Regions from separate parts of the Podarcis muralis genome. Here region 2 is linked to region 1. A link is a contact called in public Hi-C data. All regions are on one chromosome and are shown on one strand. The core of a region is the stretch at or near the end of the contact, and the rest is flanking DNA. Distances in the headings are between cores, read along the strand shown. Region 1 holds the start of ZNF574 (zinc finger protein 574). Region 2 holds the start of RABAC1 (Rab acceptor 1).

Evidence for each region. A called contact is a pair of places that touch in the nucleus more often than the background predicts.
Region 2: a Hi-C map of tail shows a contact between it and region 1, with 5 times the contacts expected there. The contact joins the promoter of RABAC1 here to the promoter of ZNF574 in region 1. A contact is called at or near these places in 2 of 3 Hi-C or Micro-C datasets (blood and tail).

Annotation. Positions count from the first base shown.
Region 1 is chr7:80,876,099-80,883,701 of rPodMur119.hap1.1, forward strand. It overlaps ZNF574 (zinc finger protein 574), which reads left to right and starts at 2,741. Exons shown (of 3, transcript XM_077932204.1): 1 at 2,741-2,759; 2 at 3,551-3,656.
Region 2 is chr7:81,075,472-81,083,074 of rPodMur119.hap1.1, forward strand. RABAC1 (Rab acceptor 1) reads right to left here and starts at 5,001. Exons shown (of 6, transcript XM_028742283.2): 1 at 4,873-5,001; 2 at 2,652-2,762; 3 at 1,130-1,342; 4 at 363-460. The coding sequence starts at 2,731. LOC114602996 (cornifelin homolog A-like) reads right to left here. Exons shown (of 4, transcript XM_077932208.1): 4 at 7,043-7,603. The coding sequence ends at 7,590.

The DNA of each region.
Region 1 (7,603 bases), core at 1,491-3,990:
CATGTGGCCAGCATGACTAAGCCACTTCTGGCAAACCAGAGCAGCGTTTACCTTCCCGCCGGAGCGGTCCCTATTTATCTACTTGCACTTTGACGTGCTTTTGCACTGCTAGGTTGGCAGGAGCAGGGACCGAGCAACGGGAGCTCACCCCGTCGTGGGGATTCGAACCGCTGACCTTTGGATCGGCAAGTCCTAGGCTCTGTGGTTTAACCCACAGTGCCACCCGCGTCCCTTTACTTTGTTACATATTTTGTGCCTTTAGCATAGCTCAATAGCTCAACCAGTAGAGCATGAGACTCCTAATCTCAGGGTGGTGGGTTCAAACCACACCATAGGCAAAAAGATTCCTGCATAGCGGGGGGTTGGACTAGATGACGCCTTGTACAATCCTACAATTCTATGATTCTGCTGGGGTTCTCTCACCAAAGAAGTATGTACTTGAGTGAAATTTGGATCTTGGCATCCAATGATTTCTCCTTTCTATATATATGCTACACACGCACACACACACACAAACACACGGATTGTGGCTAAAGCTATGTGCACACCGCTTTCCAAACCAGCAGCGGAAGAACTCAAGATGCAGAATAAATTGGAGTGTACATGAACAATCTAACACTAACGATAGTCATATCCCTGAACGGTCATGGCTTCCCCCAGACTCTTGGGAACTGTAGTTCTCCCCCCACAAGCTACGACTCCCAGCAACTTTAACAAACTCCAATACCCAGAATTCTTTGGGGGTGGGGGTCCTGCATTGCAAATGTGATGTAACTTGTCAGTGTGGCTTCATTAGAGGGGGTTGGACTAGATGACCCTTGAGAGCCCGCACACAGGGTGGTTGGGCGACAGGAAGCATCAGGGCCGGATTTAGGTTTGATGAGACCCTAAGCTACTGAAGGTAATGGGGCCCTTTGTATGTCCAGCTGTCCTTTGTCAGCAACAAATTGCCACTGTTTTTTTGTGTTGAATACATGCTATATGGTAATTTATGGACCTAATCGGTATCTAAAGCAATTTGCACATGTTGCCATGCAACCAGTCCATGCAGAAATGTTGTTGTTTAGTTGTTTAGTCGTGTCCGACTCTTCGTGACCCCATGGACCAGAGCACACCAGGCACTTCTGTCTTCCACTGCCTCCCGCAGTTTGGTCAAACTCATGCTGGTAACCTCGAGAACACTATCCAACCATCTCGTCCTCTGTCGCCCCCTTCTCCTTGTGCCCTCCATCTTTTCCAACATCCGGGTCTTTTCCAGGGAGTCTTCTCTTCTCATGAGGTGGCCAAAGTATTGGAGCCTCAGCTTCACGATCTGTCCTTCCAGTGAACACTCAGGGCTGATTTCCTTAAGAATGGATAGGTTTGATCTTCTTGCAATCCATGGGACTCTCAAGAGTCTCCTCCAGCACCATAATGTAGGCACCCTATATATAGAAATGAGCAAACTAGTGATATTTTAGGGAGCAGGCTAGCATTAGTTACATCATAGGAGCCTACGCAACACAAAACACTATTGCTGTGTGTTAAGTTGTGGGTGAATATATCAGACGACACAGTGATTTTTCAGACAGCTTGCTTATTCACAGGCCAGAACTGAACTGAAGGGTTCAGCCAACCTGCTTATACAGAGCTCCACTACAACGCAACAGTAACAACTTTCTGTAACTATCCAATCACTGAATATCACTTTCAATTCCTTATTTGCACATGTGGACCAGATGGAAAACTACGGTATCTACAGTATCCCCCTGCTGGCTCAGGGTGAGAACTTTAGTACATAACACTGTGTGTAGGTTTTATTTGTTTTTTTAACTTATATTTTGGAAATGTACATCAAGTGTTTTTTTCCTTTAATTTTTTTTTGGGGGGGGCCAAGAGAGTGGGACCCTAAGCTATAGCTTGTTTAGCTTATATGCAAATCCGGTACTGGCAAGCATGGAACTGTGCTTCAGGAATCCAAGCAACTGAGAAGACCCAGCGTTATTCACAGGTGGACTCCAACTCCCATCAGGCCTTGCAAGCACTGGCCCAATGGCTCATGGGAGTTGTAGTCCACCAACGCAGGGACCCCGATCTGGCGGCCACAGGTTTCTCCGACCTTGAGAGGGCGCTTTACAAGTACTCCGCAGGAAACCCAAGCCAGGGGCACGTGACCCTCGGCACCCGAGAGAACCATCAACGGTCTGAGGAGAGCTTTTCCTAGGGGCAGCTTGAGAAGGGTCTACGTTCCCTCCTTAGGGGAGCAGAAGCGAGGAGGAAGGGTGCCTTGGCAAAAAAAGGGAATATATAAACGTCATTAAAAAAGCAGAACAAATGCTTTTAGGTTCATAAATATCGGTTGACTTCTCCTTGTAATCACTTAAACCGCTATTTAGACGTTTCTGGTCTTCTCAGACACCCCCCTCCCCCGCCGCTTTTTTGGTACAACCCAACTGCCATTTCCCCCCCATTCTCTCTCTCTCCTTCCCGGCCAGCGGGTTCCCTCGCTTTCCCTTCCAGCCCCGCCCACTTCCTCGACGCGCCAGGCGCAGCCTCGCTTCGGCCTCCGGATGACGTCAGTGTTCAGATCGCCTATACGGATCCCGACGGGTTCGGGCAAGGGCTCGCGCGTCGGGTAGGAAGGACGGCCCCGATTGGGCGCGGGCTTGAGCAAGCGGCCTGCCGATTGGCCGCCCGCCGCGACCCAATCGGCAGGCGGTTTGTTCTGGGAGGAGGGTGAGAGAGAAGGCTGGGCTGTGGGGGACAGAAGGGAGGAAAAGGTGAGGGGAGGAGGGGGACTCGGGGAGAGCGCCCCTAGTGCAGGGGGGAGCCCAAGGCGGGACGGGGGGTGGGGTGGGGGTGGGGAAGGTAAGGAAGCCCAGAGCGGAGCCACCGCCCCCCCCACTTTGCAGGGTTGTGGGGGAGGGAGGGGAAGTGGCCCCTCCCGCAAGGGTGGGGGAGGGGAGCCCAGCACGCCCCATGCAAAGAGGGCGAGTGCCTGGTGGATTTGACCCCACCCCCCGTGAAAATGGGGGTGGTGGTGGAGGGGAATGGGAGCCCCCATGCACAGACTGGGAAATCAGACCCCTGTGAAGGGGGCTGGGGCGGAGGAGAAGCGGGGCAGGCGTCCATGTGCAGAGGAGGATGGGCGAAGGGGATGCACAGGGAGACCTGGAGAACTACCTGAGGATGTAGGTTGTGGCCCGTGAAATCGTGCTGCGGTTAATGCGCTAGTCTTGCCAAGGTATCATAAGGCTCTTTGTTGCTGATGGGGGGCGGGGTGGGCAGAGAGAGAGGAGGGGGGGTCCTCTTTTCAGAAGTGAGGTGGAGAGAAAGAGGAGTGAGAGCTGCTGTCAAGGGCAGGATTGGAAGAAAGTGTGAACTGGAGGCTCTGATCCTCTCCTGTGTAAGCAAACAAAAAACTGAAGGGAAGGGTGCAGTCCCCTGATGAGGGGTTGGATGTCAAATCACTGAGGGGTCTGTTCAGCCTTGCAGTGGGGATGAGGGGCTGATCTGCACCTTTGCTTGCTGTCTACTTATTTACAGTCTTCTTTTGAACTCATGTTTTCAGAGGACCGACTTTCTCAGTCTTGGTGTGTGCTGGAGCAGGCAAGATTGGATGTCCTTCTAGAGCCACAGGCCCTTCTGGGGCTGGTCCGTGGCTTTAGACCGCGAAGGTATGTGGGAGATGCACCCTGAAGCCAGGTGAAATACAGCTCAAGCCTCAGAAACAGCTGGTGGGGTAAAAATCAGATTTTCATTTTTTCAAAGATGAATTTAAATTGGAGTATTCCTCCCCCCTTGAAATAAGATTGTTTAATACCGCAACTTACAGTAATTAAATGCAAATAAAATGTATATATTATAATCTTATACAACTGGACTAGTGATCTCCTATCAAACACATTGAGATAAAACCTCATTTTCTATGTAAAAGACATGTTTATGTTAATCTGTTCTCAGGTCAAGACTTATAAAGGTGATAATAGGTCACTGAGAAAAATGATGAATATTTATTACGCTGCCAGTACACTACACAGACATTTACATTCCATCTCATGGAAAAACATGATTGTGACTAGTAATAGCCTTGCTTCTGGAATGTGTTGGACATTCCTGACTGGGATCTAAAGAACAGCTTAAAAATCTGCAGACTATATGGACCGTCCTAGTAATATTGTTGACTTATTTTCTCTGAAGTGACTCCCATGCTAGATCACAACTACTTTTGAAATATCCACAGTATTAAAGCTATGCTTCCCCCCTCCCCTGTGCATCATTTTGCACTTAAATCAAATATTGTTTGTCTTTGTTGCCTGTTCATCCATTAAGGAGAGATCCTTTTGGATCCCCATCCTTAATAATGTAGTGTCCTCCTCAAATAGCGTTTGCATACAGATCCATTGACTGGTTATTTTCTCTGAAACATGCAGTGCACCAGAAATTCAGCTGCAATGTGGCAGTTGGAACTGCTGAGAACTAGGGAAGGCTGCTGTACACTGGAGGACATTTGCATGTCAGTGCCTCTTACATTTGCTGCCAAGATCTGCAAGAAACATCAGCAGCCGCGAGAACCTGGCAGAGGAAGCCCTGCCCTATGACAAACTAATAATATTCCAATTAAATGTTTCCTTGCTCTTTAAATGCATTATAAGCGAGCTTGAGATCTTTGAGTAGCTAATGGGCTATAATCCTAATCAATATTGTCAGTTGACCTAGTCAGATGAGCCACCATGGGGATACAGAGTGCTAGACAATATGGGCCTTTGGTTGGACCTAGCAAAGCTCTTCCTAAATGATTGAAAATTGACCTACTTTCAACTTAGCACAATTGAGTTGTGTGTGCGTGTTTAAATAATTACCTTTACTTTTATTTCTTGATTTTAATTGTAACTATTGGCTGACCCTGGTGTTTCAGGATAAATTCTTTTAAAAGTCTGTTTACTAAACATGCACATTTAGAAAAACATTACTTAACATAGGGGTGTTAGGGGAAGGGTAGTACCTCTGGTGGTGGTGGGGGGGGGGCAGGTTGTGGCTCCTAGAAGCTGTCAGCATGTGACAGCAGCCACACCTCAGGAAATGGCTTCAATTGGCCAGCTAAACCAGGTGAGGGTGACAGGTGGATCTCAAACCCTCTGTGAGTTAGCGACTTCCCCTGCATTCAAAGACAGGCTTCCACAGATTGAGCAGACAAGACCAATAGTCCTACAGTCAAGGTGGTTTCTGCAGGTGCTGTAGAAGGGAGTGCGGGGCAGATGGGGCTCATCAACCTGGGAAGGTAGCCCATCTAGGAGAATGATCCTAAACTTCTGCTGCTTTGTGGGCTATCTTTGGGAGAAGAGGAGGCTAAGGAGTAAACCCTACACAAATCTGGACTGGAGTCCCCAATGCAGTTGGATGGTACCTTGTAGGCTGCCTCCTAACAACTCCAGCAGCCAAGCTGGTGCCAAATAGATCACTCTGCTTTCCTTTGGACCACATCACTGAGGCTGAGGGGGGGTCTTGTCATCTGGGCAGGCCAGGAGCTCCATACATAGGCTTGCGCTTTGGGGTGATCACTTAGGTGTCGCTAACATAGCAGTTTGACTTTAGTTAATTTGGCCATTCCATGGTTCTTTGGGTTTTTTGTAATTAGTGTAAGTATCAAGCCTGTTGGTGATCAAAAATATTTCTTGCTTAAATAAGCCTACTAGTTTACAAATAGTTAATCATTATTTGACAACATTTGTCCAAAATTGAGTTGATCCTTTCTGACCAGTCAGATGCCCAATTCTGTCCTCAAACTTAGCTGTCTCATCGTTTACCCCAGCTCCAGGTGTCTAATGAAACAGAAGCTCATGGGATATCCTAATACTTGTTTCCATCTGTTTTGAAAACAATCCTCCTATTGCTTCTTTTTTAAACCGTTTTCCAATCTACCTATCTTCCCATGCAGAAGCCATAGTGATTGTTTGGATCCTGCTCTTAGATGTGATTTAAATCATTTATTTATATTCAGCCTTTTCCTTGGCAATTTAAAATCATGAAATCACAGAACTCTGATTTACAGTGCAATCCAAATCCCAGAACTGCTGATATGAGTTTGGATTTGGCAGATCTTGGACTTTTCCGGTTCAGCTGTACCGGCTTAAGACCCTCATTCTGACTGAGCCAAAGATCTAAGAGTGTAAGTATTTCATCCCCAGCTCAGCTGGCAGAACTTACACCAGTGTAGTCCCCCAAAAGAGGTGTTTTGAGGAAGTGGGTGGAGTGAAAGAAGGAGAGACTTAACACCTGTTTCAAACCCCATTCAGCTTGGTTGTGTGTCCTACGTCCCAATCCTCAAAACTTAGGCACCCACCCATCTTCTGGCTTGGCCAGCACTTAGTCTCCTCCCTTCCCTTGCCAGAGGCTCCTGAATGGAGTTTGGAAATGGGTAACATGTGCCAGCATAAGTTTCGCCAGTTCCCTATAGTTGGGATTGCTCTGCCACATCAGTCCACTCGCTGCTGTTGGACTCTAGAATTGGGCAAAAAGAAACGATGATACTGTGTGCTAACAAAACAGCACTGAAATCAGGACACAGGTGGCATGACAAGGAGGAGTGCCTTTCTGCTTCGTACCGAAAGAAATGAGAATGTTGCAAAACCACACTAAAGAAGATGTAAACGTGTTTATGCTACATGTTTAAGCCACTTTGAAATCTGTCCATAGTATCTGGCAATTGTACAGCAGAAGGGCTATAGCTCAGTGGTAGAGCACATGCATGGCACACAGAAGGTCATTGGCTCAAAACCTGCCATCTCCATTTAAAAGGTTCAGGTAGCAGATGATGACAGTGATCCCTGCCTGAGGTCCTGGAAAACCACTGCCAGAGAGTAGGCAACACTGGACTAAACTGCGTAAATCCCTGTGTGATTTACTGCCACAACTGTTTGATTCCCCCCCCCCAAACTATAGGTGTTTTTGTGAAATAACTTACCGTATTTTTCGCTCTATAGGACACACTTTTTCCCCTCCAAAAATTAAGGGGAAATGTGTGTGTGTCCTATGGAGCGAATGCAGGCTCTCTGGCTTCAGTGATAGCAACCTGAAGCCTCCGAAGCCTGCGCTCCAGAGGCTTCCCGTTGCTTTCGCTGAAGCCAGGAGAGTCTGGTCTTTGAGGCTGGCGGTGGGGAAAAGCAGCGCTTCCCCCCACTGCCAACCCCACAGGCTCGGGGGGCAGTGGGAAGGCATCGCGCACAGGCTGTGTGCAGCCTGTCCGCTGCTCCCAGAGCTGGGGGGGGGAATCATATTTTTTTCCTTGATTTCCCCCTCTGAAAACTAGGTGCGCCCTATGGAGTGAAAAATACGGCAATTGTTACAAGGGAAGAAGGTCTTTAATGTTTTGTTTTTCCATTCCCTGTTGCAGTAATGCATCAAAACCTAAGTAGCCTTGCAAAGTAACTCAAGTCTGCTTAACTCTCAACCCCACCAATTAAGGTTTTTGCCCTCAGCTGACTAAATAGTCTAAAAAAGCAGTAGTTGACTGACGTACTGATTGATGCTGCAATCTTATACACTCTTACCTAGGAGTAAGTGCCGTTGAACTCAGTGGGGCATCCTTCTAGGTAAGCCTGTATTGGGCTGTGCCGCTTATACA
Region 2 (7,603 bases), core at 3,751-6,250, 200 kb after region 1:
CCCCAGCTGTGGGAATGTCTACCTTATGGTTATTTTGGCACCAGATGAAGTCACTTTCATTTCCCAGGCTTTTTAGAAATCTGCGTTTTTAGCGTTCTGAAACACTGCTTTTATTCTGTCCTATACTGCAGGTTTTTTACTTTATTTTACAATATTATGTTTTGACTGTATGTCATCGTTTTATGCCGTAAGCCACTCGGAAAACAAGGTTAGTGGGTGGCTTTAGAGAAATATAGAAGAAAACGGGCAATGTTATGGCTTCAGTGATCGTGGCAGTTATGTAATCAGCACGCAATCTATTGTACTGGTATGAATTTTGCCTATCACACACGGCTCGTCAATGCCAGCCTCCCTCTACGTACCAAAGACAACAAGTTGTGACTGCTGGGTCTTCAGGTAAATGATGTAACAGGCTCCAAAGAAGACAGCAAGCGCAATCAGGAGCAGTGGAGACGTGATGCTGCCAGGGCAGAGAGAGAAGGCCAGGGGGTTAGAAGCGTCAAGAAAGATCACGGATCATCAATCCAACCCTCTCCCCAAATCACAGTAATAATCATAAAAGGGTCCCCGGCTTTGGGACATTACACAGTATTCCTCAGTGACCCTTAAGCAGCAAAATTCTGCATAAGAGCTAAAGCCAACCTGCTTGCAGATCCTCCTTGTAATTTGTCTGCCTCTGAGAGCTACTGTTTCATATCGCAGGTGGCAGAACTGAATGTCTAAATGCTCCCTTGAAAAGTGAAATAAATGTTCTCGACTGAATGCACTCCCCACCAAAAAAAGGAAAAATGCTAACCTGAAACCTCCTGCCTGATATGCTAACTTTGACTATTTGTCTATCTCTATTTGTATGTCATCAACATACAATTTACTGCTTCAGGGCAAACATGCAACTTCTTCGCTGCTCTCTCCATTCTTTCTTCCAATGACACCTCAGTATCATCACAAACAAACAAAAAATTGCTCTGTCAGAAGGGATATTTCCACATCTTGTGCCTAAAGCAGCCTTCCCCTGAGACCAGCTTCTGTGGCTTATCCCAGCTGTGGGGCAAAAGGCTGATCAGTGCATGCTCAGTGACGCCCTCATAGTTAAGAGGCTTCCTTCCCACGCCCTCAAAACCCCACTCACAGGCAATAGACGATGAGTCCCAGAAAGACAAAGACGTAGTTGCTCTGAAAATATTCCACGTTGCGCACCAGCCGCTTGCAGAGCTCCCCAAAGTTCCGAGGCTTCCCAAAGCGCCGCTGGTCGATGAAGTTGGCCCAGGGCCGGATGGTGGCCCGGCGCTGATCCAGCCACTCCTTGGCGGGTCCTTGGGGCAGGAGAGCTGGGATGTTGATCCTGGGGAAGAAGGGGAGGGGAGGCCAGGAGAACAGGGAGTGAGAAGAGGGGCAAGTTACAAGAGCCACATAATAATAATAATAATAATAATAATAATAATAATAATAATAACGCCCTCCCACCAGATGTCAAGGCAATAAGCAACTATTTTACTTTTAAAAGACAACTGAAGGTGGCCCTGTTTAGGGAAGTTTTTAATGTTTGATGCTGTATTGTTTTTAATATTCGGTTGAAAGCCGCCCAGAGTGGCTGGGGTATAAGTATTATTATTATTATTATTATTATTATTAATAATAATAATAATACCCCACCAATCCGGCTGGGTTTCCCCAGCCACTCTGCGCGGCTTCCAACAAAATATTAAAATACAATAGTCTGTTAAACATTAAAAGCTTCCCTAAACAGGGCTGCCTTCAGATGTCTTCTAAAAGTCTGGCAGTTGTTTATTTCCATGACATGTAAGGGGGGGGGTGCCACTACCGAGAAGGCCCTCTGCCTGGTTCGCTGTAACTTGGCTTCTCGCAGCAAGGGAACCGCCAGAAGGCCCCACGTAGAGCGCATTGCAGTAGTCCAAGCAAGAGATAACTAGAGCATGCACCACTCTGGCGAGAGAGACCGCGGGTATATAGGGTTTCAGCCCTATCTCAGTCAACATGCCCCCCCCCAAAAAAACTCCAAACGAAGAGACCCAGGACAGAGCTAGCAGCCTTATTTGCTGGAGCAGGGATGGGAGAATCTGCTCTCAAGACAAGGGCTACATTCCTTTGGAGCCAACTTTCCAAGGAGCCAGATGCAGGCAGTGGGTGTGTCCAAAGGGTGCATAGCTGCAGCTCGCAATGTTTCAATGATATATCAATATATCACCCAGCCCTAATGGGGAGGCCACCACACACCCTCATGTACACATGACCCTTACGTACAGCAGAAAACACAAACACAGCCTCCTCTTTGCCACTGCTCAGCTGTTTCCAATTCGGTGGGCAGTAGGAGATGGGGAACGTGAGGCAGACTTATCTCTCCATCCTGCTCAGCTGAGTAGCAGTCACAACAAGTTCATTGGGAAACCGCCACTTCTCCAATGCTTGCCCTGCTCAGCCTACCTCCTGCTTCAGCCATTTCAGAAGGTGCTGCTGCCGTGGTCCTCTTTGGACCACTCCCAAGGAGAGGCAAGGCCCAGGAGAGTCTGCATGGCCTGTCCAAATGACTGGGCAGGGTTTGGGCTCTGGGCCACCAGTTCCTCACCCCAATCTTAAAACTATAATGCTCCATCCCATTTAAGGGGCTCCCCCACCCCCTCCCAGCTCCTTACTTTGTGCCCAACACGGTCCCTGCTGTCTCCATTTCAGTGGCAGGGTTGAAGAGATGCTCGGGTCCTGTTTTGCTTGCCATTGCGCTTCGGTCAATAACAGAGAAGGCAGCGCTACAGAGAGATGGGGGAAGAGGGAGAGAGAGTCAGGCGTAACACTCAGAAGTTGGTGGCGGAGACAGGTGTGGAGATCGGAGTGCTGTCCAGAGAAAGCTAGGAAAGAAGACCATTGTTGGTTTAGGATGTAGAATCTAAGGGGCACTTCACACATTATAAACAGGCAAAATAAAATTTAATGATGCTCACTTGACTGCTTTCCGGTCCCCAATATGGAGGCTGATCTTAGGGACATGTTACATGTTTCTGTTAAGAAGATCAGCAATTTCACATCTGATTTGTTTAAGAATCACATATGAGCATAGGAAGAGCCATCTGGATCAGGCCAATGGCCCATCTAGTCCAGCATCCTGTTCTCACAGTGGCCAACCAAATGTCTGTGGGAAACCTGAAAGGCAGGACCTGAGAACCCGCTCCTCCTGTGCCTTCCGGCAACTGTTACTCAAAAACATTAAGCCTTCAGAAGCTAGCTTTAAACAAATATTTGCTGCCAGAGTGGCAAAGAGTTGACAGTGCAGACGGCCTCTGAGACGATCTCATCCACAATGCCTTGCTCAGAAGAAGGGCACTTTCCTGAAAGTGAGGGGTGGGTGTTTTGGAGAGCCTTCTTTGTGGGGAATGTACTCCAGCGAAAGTATAGAAATGAGGCACAGCAACCTGGACAAAAATACACCTGCTGTTTTGCTACATTCATCTGAACATGGCAGGGTTGCTTGTATTCAAAAGCAAAAAAAACTACCCACACACTTTTCTGCAGAGCTAACCCAAATTCTAAAACAAGAGGAATTCTGAGTCATGGATAAAATCATGGAAGTTAACAATATTGCAGGATTTCTTCTCAATTTCTTTAACTTATTCAGCTTCTAGTAGCCACCAAGGGGGATGGGAAAAGAGAATCTATGCAGTGTGTGGAAGTTCTTCCCAGTGACTCCTGGACATCTTAAAATCAGTAGCCCCTCTGATTTCAGTAATTTGATTAGACAGTGCACGAAGATAAAGCCAAAAAAGAGAGAGAGAGAGAGAGAGAGGATATTCTGAGCTTGTGAGGAATTGTGGGATACATACATCATTCCTAATTGCTTATTTCACTTGCATGTAGCCCCTCTAAATCCTGCTCCCCAGTACAAGGAGGATCAGCCACCGGAATTTTTACAAATCATAGCTGCCCCTTGTACTTTGTTTTCGTCTGGTAACCCAACAATTATCTAGGCACCAAGGTGATGGTTCCAGACATCTTGTTTGCCTTTTTCTGCACCCTTCCTTCTCCCGCGCAAATTCCAAATAAAACCACTCAGCAGCAGAATCTGACCAGTTTTACTTTTCGGGAGGAAAATTTGCAGTTCTTTCTTAGCCAGCAAGTGCCTTATAAAATCCACCCACAGCTCTGTAAACAAATATATCCTGTACAGAGGAGCCAGCTAGCACAAAAAAGTGCCAAGCAGATCCAGAACAGTAGACTGGTTGGATTAGAAGAGTCACAACAGGAGGGTGATATATTACTGACAACATAATTAAATAACTAATTGGTTAATTATGCTTTTAAGGTACACTATGTTTAGGGAAGTTTTTAACGTTTGATGTTTTATCATGTTTTTAATATTCTGTTTGGGCAGTTCTCCTGCACAGGGTGCAGAGCCAAGAGGAAGCCTAATAATAACACCTATATTTATACGGGTAAACATATGGGTAAATAAGAAATATTGGGGAGGGGGAGCGTCAAATTTTGTCCTCGCTCAGGGCGCCATATTACTGAAGTCCGCCTCCTTATTAGCCAAGATGCAAGGTTTAAGGAGAGAAGAGAGGAGCAGTGTCCAATTTGGTTTACTACCGGCTCAGGGTGGGCACCTAATCCCCTGAGCACAGCCTGATGACGAGGCCTTCCCTCGCTAAAGCCCTGATAGCGCAGGGTGTGTCTCACACATTTTAGCAGCTTTTGGCTGACTTGCAAGCGGGGCAGGGGAGCTACAAGCTCAGCAAAATATATATATATATTAAGCCCCCTTCCAGGCGCCTCCGCCTCAGAGCGGCCCAGAGGATGCTCTGCGACCAAGACTCCCCCTGCATCCAGGGTTGCCCCTGGCAACAGCCGAACCCCCCGCTCACTCACCTGCCTCCTTTGGAATCTGGTCCAGCTCCTCGCCGGAAGCGGAGTGTGGCTGCGTGGCAGGAGGAGGAACGCGCGTTTACGTTCGCAGGCGGCGGGGAGCATGCTGGGAAATGTAGTCTTCCAGTGCTTGCAGCTCCCGTAGCAAGTGAGGGCGAAGGAGAGTGCGGAAGCGCCACCTTCCGCGCATGGGCGTAACAAAGCAGCCTTTACCGCCCGCCCCCACACCTAGTCTTGGACTTCAACTCCCATCAGCCCTAGCCACCATGGCTGTATGCTTGCGCTGATGGGAGTTGTAGTCCAAAATCTCTAAGTGGGACACCGGGTTGGCAAGGTTGCAATAAAATATATGTTAAGTGTGCGTGGTTAGTTGCTGTTTTCTGGCTGGCGGACCTCTCACCTTTTTCTCATTTGCTAGGGAACCTGTAGGCCTTCTGATAGATTCCTGCATTGCAAGGGGTTGGACTAGATGACCATCAGGATCCCTTCCATCTCTACAATGCTGTGATATTGCTGGACTACAACCCCCAGGCCTGGCCACACGCACACAAATATCTGGTGGGTGAGGGTAATAGTGGCTTTCTTGTTTATGCAGTCAACCGGATCTATAAGAATACTGTAGTGTCTGATATGTTTGTGCTTTCTGCAGTATAAGTATTTCATTTTGTCCTTATTTGTATCATTTTTTTAAAAAAAAATTATAATTTTCATTCATAACAATAATAATTTACAACAATTGTTTAACCAAGTTTTAACATTTTCAGTTTTGACTCCCTTCCCCCTCTTTCTGTGGTTCTTTACATTTATTTTCGTCCTTTCCTGCATACTCCAGATTGCCTTAACTTATTCTTTTAATCATCTATTCTCATACATATATCTCATATATTTTTATGTTTTGAACTGCCTTATGATCTTCAGATGGACAGTATACAAACTGAACAACAACAACAGCAGCAGCAGCAACAACATATTATATATATATATATTTTTCAGGTTTTTACAATAATCCTGCCAATGTCTAGATCTGTTTACAGTCTGTTTGTAAATACTCAATAGACCACTTCCATTCCTTTCTAAAAAGTTTATTATCTTGATTTCTTATTCTTCCGGTAACTTTCGCCATTTCTGCATACTCCATTAGTTTCTATATCCAATCTTTTTTCTTTGTGACCTCTTCATCCTTCCACTTTGGGGCAAATAACATTCTTGCAGCTGTAGTCGCACACATGTATTTGTATTAATTGTTGGTGGATCGAGGATAAAGGACTAGATTTTTTTCTTGCTTATCTGACCAACCCTTTGTTTTTAATGGGGTAGTTAATCTTCCCTCAGCTTTGCAAACCTTATCTATTTATCTGTTATTTTATTTATAGAATATTTTAAACACCTTTTAGGGCACCCTCACCTCACATTGCTGTAAGACACATGAAAATACAGTGGCGATAAACAAAGAGGTTCTGCTCTTATGCACGTTACCTCAGCCCAGCTGAACACCGATGGACTTACTTCCAAATATATGAACATAGGATTATGCTGTCTCAGAAGGTAATATGGGATGGTTCAGTTGGGCCTGTTAATTTATAGCATTAAGTTCCTTTGTACTCAATTGAGATAATCATTTATTTATTTATTTGGCTCTATCCTTGTTAGTAGTCCTTGCCCTGAGGCGCCTACGATCACCAGAGGTGAAGCAACAGAGGATAGGGAAGAAAGTGGCTGCATGGCTAAGCAGGCACGGAATGTGCAATTGTCTGTGTTTCACAAGTGCTTGCACTTGGTTGAGTTCAATCCTCAAAGCTGATCAAAGAATGCTTCCTTCTATCAGACCAAACTATCTGTTCTTCTGGTTTAGCTCAGCAGGTCTGCTCTAACGGGCGCAGCTCTCCTAGAGAGGTCTTTCCCATCACCTTAGCCCTAACCCTTTCAACTCAGGCTGTCAAAGATTGAACCTGAGAACTTCTGCCTCTCCCAGAAGTTTCCTTCCATGCCATTAAAAAAGCTTCATGGGCTGATTTCTGTATATGAGTCCTTGATTAGACAGACAGGAGCAGGCCAGGTTGTCTTTTCTTAACCCCCTGGCCACTTGCCACCCCTAAGTCTTCTATCGGGCCAGGGGATCACACTGATTCTCACTTAACCCATTCTTCCAAAAAAACAAAGACAGCCCAACTCATGCAGTTTGAGACAATGATTATTTTATTTTGACACAATTTTCAAGGTGGGATGACCGCAGGGGCTGAACAGAGGAGAGCTGTATCTTTTCCTCTTTCCTTGCGCAAGGACAATAGGTATTTTGCTCTGCAGTTGATACGCTTCTGGGTTCAGAAGCTGGCCTCCGTCCCTCACTGCCATTGATCCAGCTACAGTGGTGCCTCGCAAGACGAAGTTAATCCGTTCCGCGAGTCTCTTCGTCTTGCGGTTTTTTCGTCTTGTGAAGCACGGCTATTAGCGGCTTAGCGGCTATTAACGGCTTAGCGGCTATTAACGGCTTAGCGGCTTAGAGGCTTAAAGAAAAAGGAAACAAACTCGCAAGAACTCGCAAGACGTTTCGTCTTGCGAAGCAAGCCCATAGGGAAATTCGTCTTGCGGAACGACTCAAAAAACGGAAAACCCTTTCGTCTAGCGAGTTTTTCGTCTTGCGAGGCATTCGTCTTGCGGGGCACCACTGTACTTCGTTCTCCCTGCAGGAGTGAAGAATGTCTGCCAGCTTCCCTTCTGCTTCAGTTCTTGTTTT